Regions from separate parts of the Hordeum vulgare genome. Here region 1 is linked to region 2. The links are chromatin contacts, called in public Hi-C maps. All regions are on one chromosome and are shown on one strand. Each heading gives the region's core, a stretch centred on a gene start, on an enhancer-like site or on the middle of the called end of the contact. The rest is flanking DNA. Distances are from core to core; before and after follow the strand shown. Region 1 holds the start of LOC123443116 (spliceosome-associated protein 49). Region 2 has its middle 5.7 kb from the start of LOC123443102.

What was found. A called contact is a pair of places that touch in the nucleus more often than the background predicts.
Region 1: a contact with region 2 is called in a Hi-C map of leaf, with 3 times the contacts expected there. The contact joins the promoter of LOC123443116 here to the enhancer-like site in region 2. A contact is called at or near these places in 2 of 6 Hi-C or Micro-C datasets (leaf and seedling) and 1 of 1 datasets of contacts at active chromatin or transcription factors (embryo).

Annotation. Positions count from the first base shown.
Region 1 is chr1H:436,156,044-436,159,823 of MorexV3_pseudomolecules_assembly, forward strand. It overlaps LOC123443116 (spliceosome-associated protein 49), which reads left to right and starts at 1,647. Exons shown (of 4, transcript XM_045119392.1): 1 at 1,647-1,819; 2 at 2,890-2,942; 3 at 3,321-3,513; 4 at 3,598-3,780. The coding sequence starts at 1,786. The coding sequence ends at 3,728.
Region 2 is chr1H:435,926,939-435,930,869 of MorexV3_pseudomolecules_assembly, forward strand. No RefSeq gene overlaps it. Among protein-coding and RNA genes, the nearest start is that of LOC123443102, 5.7 kb to the left of the region's middle. Within about 2 kb of position 2,228, at least 3 of the 3 cell types and tissues checked have open chromatin away from gene starts, as enhancers often do. A contact at or near this core is called in leaf and seedling, where this site is marked.

The DNA.
Region 1 (3,780 bases), core at 397-2,896, 230 kb after region 2:
CCGCTTTTCAATGCGGAGCGAAGATACGTGCATCGGGTGGCGCTTTTGGCACGTGCATCGCTTCAGTGTCAGCTCTAGTGAAAGGTCGTGCCTGTTCTAGGCCCACGTGAATATGGTGTAGACGCTCCGGAACGATGATGACTACTTTAGGCAGGAAACGACACAGGCGAAGGAGAGAGTTTTGGGTAGGGTCGGGTTGTCGGAGGCATGCACGAGAGCGGTCCACACACCCGTAGAGCCCCGCCAAGTTTGCTTTTGGTTTGCGAGAGAAAGGACGTTCAGACCGACCCTCTGACACATACATACCCGCGTCGGATGGTAAGACACGCCCGATCTGTGCGGTCCATGCGGGTGGTTTGAGGGTACGCGTTGGAGATGGCCCAAGTGTATATGAGTTGGCTATCGAGAAAAGAAGAAGAAGGAAACTTCCACAAGTAATGATAGTTAAATTCTATTTCCCGCTTGTGTTTTGCGAGAAAATGCCATATGTATCCATCTCCATTTATGCTATCCCTTTCACTCTTATTCCATAATTTTTCATGTTTGTTTCCCTATTTACGCCCCACTTTCTTATTTTGAATGGACTAGAAATTTCTTCTCGGGTTTCATCTCTATCCACCTTACCACGGTTTAGGCCTACCGCCTCTAGCATCCAAATCTATTTAGCAACCCCAAGAAATAATTATAAAAAGGTAAACATCATTCGGGCCATTGTTTTCTAAGCTGCCATTCCACCTCTCCCTCACCCTCCTCCACCCGCCACTCCGGTAGCACGAGGGGATGGGGACCCTACACCTGCATTTTGATGTCGTAGTTAGGTCTCTTAGAATTAGTTTTCTGACCCATGGTGATGACACTGTATAGGCCATGGTGGCGATGTGTAGGCCAAGAATAAGATTTCTCCGATTCTTGGTCCACCTCATCAGTGATAGTACTATTAGCGGTGTAGAGGAAGGCGGGGATCGTTTGTCACCGCTCCTCTTTGAACAACGACGTTCGACTAGTTTCGGCGTCGTCTCGAAGCTTGTAAGGTTACGTCTCCTCGAATATGTACGACCATATCTGGGATGGTCGTCCAAGCTCTTCATCACCTCCTTCTTTGAAGCGTCGATCCGTTTTCCAAACCGTTGTCACCGGCGTCTTCTAATTCCGACCATCGATTCCTTGTATGTTACATCAACAATGTATCTCTAGCTCCAATGGTGTTTCGGAGGTCCAGAGGCGGTGTTTCGAAGGTCCATAGGCAGAAACAAGGTTCGCTCACAGCATGTCGTAGTGAAGGATTGAGAAGACGGTCGATATCCACACAGACCTATGAGTAATGTTTAATTTCTATATGGATCGGTTGATCTTTTTCTTTGAGGGAAAAATGTTGGTTTCCTTTTTTTTAAGGGAAGAAGGCTGGTCGACTTTAATATAAGTACCAAATCAAAATTCATGCTTCCAAGATATATAAAACCTCAAACACTTAAGAAAAAAACACTCATACACGCTCAGATCAATCAGCACGGAACAAGCGCCCACACCCACCTACCACTGTGACTGGTCCCTAGGCCCCATGCAGTCCACCGAGCCGCCTCGGTCTCGGGGTCGGCAGCCGAAAAGCCGAAGCCGAACCGTACCGTCCCAGAACAACCTGCTAGAAATAGCGGCCGAACGGCGTGAGCCACCAACCCCCTTCCCTCCCGTGAGCTCGTGCGTCGTGCAGTCACCGCTTTGCTTCCCACGGCTGGACTCCTCCGCACCCCTATCCGTCTCCGTCCCCGCCTCCCAGATCCGGTCTCCATGGCGAGGAACCCGGGCTGCGCCGTCTACATAGGTGAGATTCCCACCCCGCCCGCCCACCGCCCGAGCCCCGAATCGCGCGGTGCGCTTCTTCCCGCGAGTTTCCCCCAATTTTGCCAGGCCCTTCGGCTCGGGATCGAGGGGTCAATTCGCTCCGCTAGGTTCGAAAAGTTGACGCCCTTGCGGCCGCTGCGGCCACCCCTGTCCCCCGAGTGGGGATTTCTCTAGGCCGCTGTTGTTGCCCCCAAGCAGGTTAAACCTGATTGCGTGCTTTAGGTGTTTTGATTGATTGAAGAGGGATTTCGCCCCCTTTCGGATCTGGCTTGCCTAGATTTATTACTATTTACCATTCTAGATTGGCTAGTAGTCTAATTGCTTAAGCTTGTACGGCCGGGATTTATCCTGCCTCCTAAATCTGTAATAGGAATTGTTCGTTTTACTATGTTTACTTGTATATTAGCTGATTAATTAATTAACTTAAACATGCTAATTTCCTTGTGCATACAACATTTCTTGGTGTTCTGGGTTCCGTGTGGTTCTTCCAATTGAAATTTTGTAAGCAGGTACATAGTGATAACCAGCATGAAAACATATGCCTGTAAAACCAAATCTAATAACAAACTGAACCTGCTTAATAAATGCATCATCCAGGGTTTAGATATGCGAACCATACAGTTGTGAGATTTGTCCCCATCATGGATTAATGTTACAGTTTATGGGGCTAGACATATAGTGCCTATTTTAGTATCTGACAATTCTAGAAATTCACTACAGCTTCACTAACTATGGTTCTTGGATGACATCGTTGTAATATAGAAATGAACATGCTCTTGTATCAGGGTATTTAGTGGTTCATGGTTGACACTGTTGCAGTATTCTAGTTCTTCCATTTTTCAACATTGTTCTTGTCCAACTTTGCCTCTCTTTTTTGCATGCCTTAATATATGTTATTTCATGGTTGCCACTGCTGTAGTAATATAGTTTTGCTGCTTTTTAATGATTGTTCTTGTTCCACTTTGTCTCTCTTTTTTACATGCCTAAATAAGTATAACATAGTAATCACCAGTACTGTATTAATTCTTTAATTGTGTATTTCTTAAATAGGTAACTTGGATGAAAAGGTCTCGGAGAGGGTTTTGTATGAGATTCTTATTCAGGTAGGTCGTGTAGTAGACTTGCACATACCTCGTGACAAGGAAACTAGTCGACCCAAAGGTTTTGCTTTTGCTGAGTACGAAACAGAGGAGATTGCCCAGTATGCTGTTAGGCTGTTTTCTGGCCTTGTTCGGCTTCACAATAGAACACTTAAATTTGCGGTGCGTTTCTTATTTCTCCCTGGTTATCTAATTTGTTGTAGTATAGTTTGCCGCGTGTTGTTCTTATGGTATGGTGAGTTACGTTCTCTGTGAATAGTTGATTCTGGGTCCAACCCAATACCTAAGGTTCTTGCCATTACTAGATTTCTATTTATATATGTATCTATGAAGCAGTAGCAAAAGACTCAACCCTGAAATTATGCCCTTTATTTTTGACAGATCTCTGGGCAAGACAAGGCCTCATCAAATGCCAATGTTACTGTAACACCTAAAATGAACCCTATACCACTACCAAATCCACCTCAACCAATGAGATTTGGTGATACTCCTGTGTCACAACATAGAGTGGTAAATGGTAGGGTTGCAGGCTATGGTGCTTCTCCAAATCATTCTTATGATTTTCATTCCCAAGGTGAGAGAATTTCTTTGACCATATGAGTATTGAGATATTTAATCTGAAGTTTGTATTAAATCTGACAATTCCTTTTTTCTCCAGCATCAAGTGGGGTAGCAAGTAGAGGATTAAGTGATGGTACATATGAGTATAGTAGACGTGTATTTGGTTCTGTTCTGAATGATGTTAGCCGTCGAGCTGACAGACAACCAGTTCCATACCCGTCCTACTAGCATACTGAGCTCCAATGAATGAAACATCGGCCCGTGCAGCCATTGTTGTCTC
Region 2 (3,931 bases), core at 978-3,477:
CATATTTTTTGCTATATGATTCTTCTGATTGGAATTAAACCTTAGGGTTTTCAATAAAAAAATAGCCAATCTCAGACACGACTATAGTCTTTTCTTGACGGCATCAGAAAATGAAGATTTGTTTTTTTGCTTTTATTTTGTAAGAATAAATGTGTTCAAAGGATAATATTTGTTCTAGTGAAATGTGTATGCAACTTTTAGTTTAAGAGGCCAGATGTTGATTGAAAGGCTCAGAACATGTTTTGTATTGATGAGAAAACAACAAAACCTATAGCCTTTTTTTGTTAATTGTCGCCGTAGCAGTTGTGGATGAAATCTGATTTCGTATAGCCAAAAATAAGGAGAGCCTCATAGGGCAATGAAGAGTGCATCATGTTTCTAGTCAAGCCACCTTGGTTCAATTCTTCTTATATCTACCTAAAGTCAAGGGAGGGAACTGTCCTCCCTAGCCTAGTATTTTCTTTATTTGTGTAGTCGAAATCTTCGTGTCTGCCGACACTTCAAATGCACAATAAAATCATTGGTCTATATTCATTTATCCAAATATTAAAACCATGGATTGTGACTCTCCAAAGCTCTTCTTCAATGGTCATGTCCTGAAGTTATGTCATGTTACTTCTTTGATGTTAACATATAACAAATAACAAAGTCAACCAGGGAAATCAAGACTTGAAAGTGAAATAAGAGTTAATTCAATCAGCTACTCCCTTCTTCGCATAATATAAAAGTGTTTTTGATACTCAAGAGGGTTCTTATATTATGAGACGGATGAAGTAATTGATTATTGGTATTTCCCGTTGCTCTTGTAATTAATAATATATCCCATGCTCTAACAGCTCTAGGGGCAAGTAAGGCTCCACGTCGTTCTGGCCCGGAGTCAGCCTCGAACAATGTACTATACTACTTCCTCTGTACCTAAATAATTATTGTTGAAAAAAACTAGTTTTTCTCAAGTATAATTATTTAGATATAGAGGGAACATCTGTGTAGGTCACCATGGATTTTGATTGCGCACCGTAACTAATGAATCGATGTGTTCCATTTCACAAAAAAAGAAAAAAAAAGTTGATTGCAATTACCAGGAAGTAGGAGCTGACAGTCTGATAGTACTATGACATTGACTACAAGAGAGGGCCAAACTGCCATCCCATTCCCCTCACCTTTCTGGCTTTCAGAATGATGTAATGTGGCATCTAACCCGGCAGGAGCATGATGGACACCATGGCAAACACCACTTAATCAACATCCTAATTGCGTTGGCACCCTAATTAATTTCGGCCGCACAAGTATATGGACATAGATGTATCGATCTATCGCCCCAGCAACACGTAAGCACAGACTCTGAAGAAATCTGCAAGAGACCAAGAAATCCCTGTCTCCATTTTGGAGATGTCCTGTTGGCTCACTGTGGAGCACGTCGATGTTTTGTGTGTGATCGCGACCAAACTTACATAAGCGCGGTTTAATTGGCTCCAGCAGATAAGCCCGTGACGTGTGATCAGTGCCGCGCCTCATGGATCTGTATCATCGAGAATTTAAAAACTTTTGTATATTTCTCCTTTCAAGCTCGTAATTTCGAGTTGTTGTCGGACAAACTGTGACCCCTTACCTACATGCAGTGACCCCTTCTATTCTTGGCCCTTTTCCCTTGTGTTTGTCATCATCTTGTTGTTCTCTAGGGGGTGATGTATGTGACTCCAACACATCTCAATTTTCAACAATTTGTGTAGTTAAGAAAACAAGGCTTGGAGTCTAGCAACAACGATCTGCTATTTACAACTGTGTTCTGGCGTGGCAAGAGAGAGAACTGAACTTGGTTTTCCCTCTTGTTATCCGGGCAGGGAGATGGAAAGGCTGGTAGTAGTAAAAGTTGATGGACCAGAGGGCAGTGAAATGAATGATGGCTTCAGGAGAGGGTTCGTTTCCGGGTCCCCGATTTACTCACCCGCCTTCGGTCGACATGCACGCAGCCACACGTGCTTGGATGGATCCCGCGCAGGATAGTTACTGACGACTGACGAGTAATAATTCAGTGTGCCACAGATGACTGATATTTACAATCTCACGTCGCATCGCATGCACAGATGATTTTCTTTTGACGGAAAGCAAGCATAGATGCCACGTACGTGCTCGAATGATACTCCTATATGCATATGCATCGCACGGCTTCTATCCGTGGGTGGAGACCAGTAACGAATGCAACTGTGGCTGGCCCTGGGCCTGACGATCCAGATCTAGGCAAAGCTGTCGACGGACACAATAAATACAGTCGTTGTGTACATGTCAGTTAGTACGGATCCATGGAACTGTAACCAAAACTATAACTGTACCCATGTACGTACGTACATACGTACGATTAATCTAGGAAGGGAAGGGAAACCCTTCCTTTTTACGCTGTATATGATAAACCGTGATTACGTTCGAGTACTTATTACTGAGGTCGAGCAAAAGATGGTGCTCTGCTTGGTGCTATGGAGGCTCTGAAGCTATCTGCTCCTGTAGATTCAGTTACGCTGTTTCCAAACTTTTGTTTCCTTCTGCTACTTACTTCCTATGTACGGTAATATATGCCGTAATATATGTCGCTCGAGTAGCTAAAGTTCAGCTATCTCAGCAGCTATTCCAGCGACATATATTATGGTAGAGAGGGAGTACTTGGCAAACTATCATGGTGGTAATTAACAGTTTTTCGCCCTGTAGTGAGAGTTGTCGAGAAGTCGCTCTCTCGTAGCAGGTTTGGTGTTAATGCCTCAGCTCGCTTCCCTCCTTTAACCTCCTCATCTCTGTTCTTTTGAGACTGTTTCTTTTACTGGTATTTTAGTCTGTGTCTCTGTAAGGTGGTTCAATAACAGACTAACAGTGCAATATTTCCATTTCATCGATTAAGAGGAAAAGGCATGCATGCTCGGTTGAAGAAACACGACCTGCAGCTGCATGCATGGCTCTCTTGACGCACGCATGATGATGGCTGCCGACCGCGGCTCCCTAATGTGCATGAAGCAATCAGGTACCCTCAAACAACCCACATAAATTTGGAGTGTCTTGTCCAGACCGTAAAAGCCATCCAATGTAATTTGTATTAATCCGTACAACGGTTTAAGTATACTTTCTCCTGCAAATCAAAGACAAACATGGGCTTTGCGGGAGTCTGAACAACACACACGTAGGATTTCGACATCCCCGGCCCACCCAAAACCATTTCCACACCCGCACCTTCATCCTTTTCATTTTTTCTTCTTCCTTCTTTCTCTCTTGCCTTCAATGCCGCACCACTACCCCGGCCGACACTCCACACCCCTGCCAGAATTCTAAGTCTTCGTCTCCTCTAGCGTTCCAGCCAGGCTCCACCCCGCTTCTCCTCCGCCGCTGTTCAGCCCCTCTCCTCCGACCACCCCGCCAGGTATCATCCGCTAGTGCTATACTAACCATGCCCGACAACTGGACAATGAATTGCGAGAGCTATAAAAGATTTGCTTCTTTTTTCTAGCGATGGATTCCGATCCGGGGTACATATACGAGCACTATGTTAAGTCAGTTGACTCCTCGTTTGATGAGGAGGACCACACAAATGAGTCGGCGATGATACAGGCGGTCCTTGAAGACGCGAACCATGCGGAGGAGCATGTTCTTAATTTCAAGTGATCGATCAAGGGTAATCAAGTGCTCAACAGCAACAGGGCAAGCACAACCATTTGACACTGATGGCCGACTACTTTGCCTCGAATGAACTCTTTGCTGACCATTTTCGTCGGCGTTTTCGGATGCGTAAGACTGTCTTCGATCGTTTGTATCATGACGTCCGCTCCTATGATGACTACTTCATCTTGAAGAAGGACGTCATGGGAATGATTGGCTTCTCCGGTTACCAAAAGTGCATGACCGCTCTCCGAGTGCTTGCATATGACACGGTCGCTGATTCGTGGGATGAGTA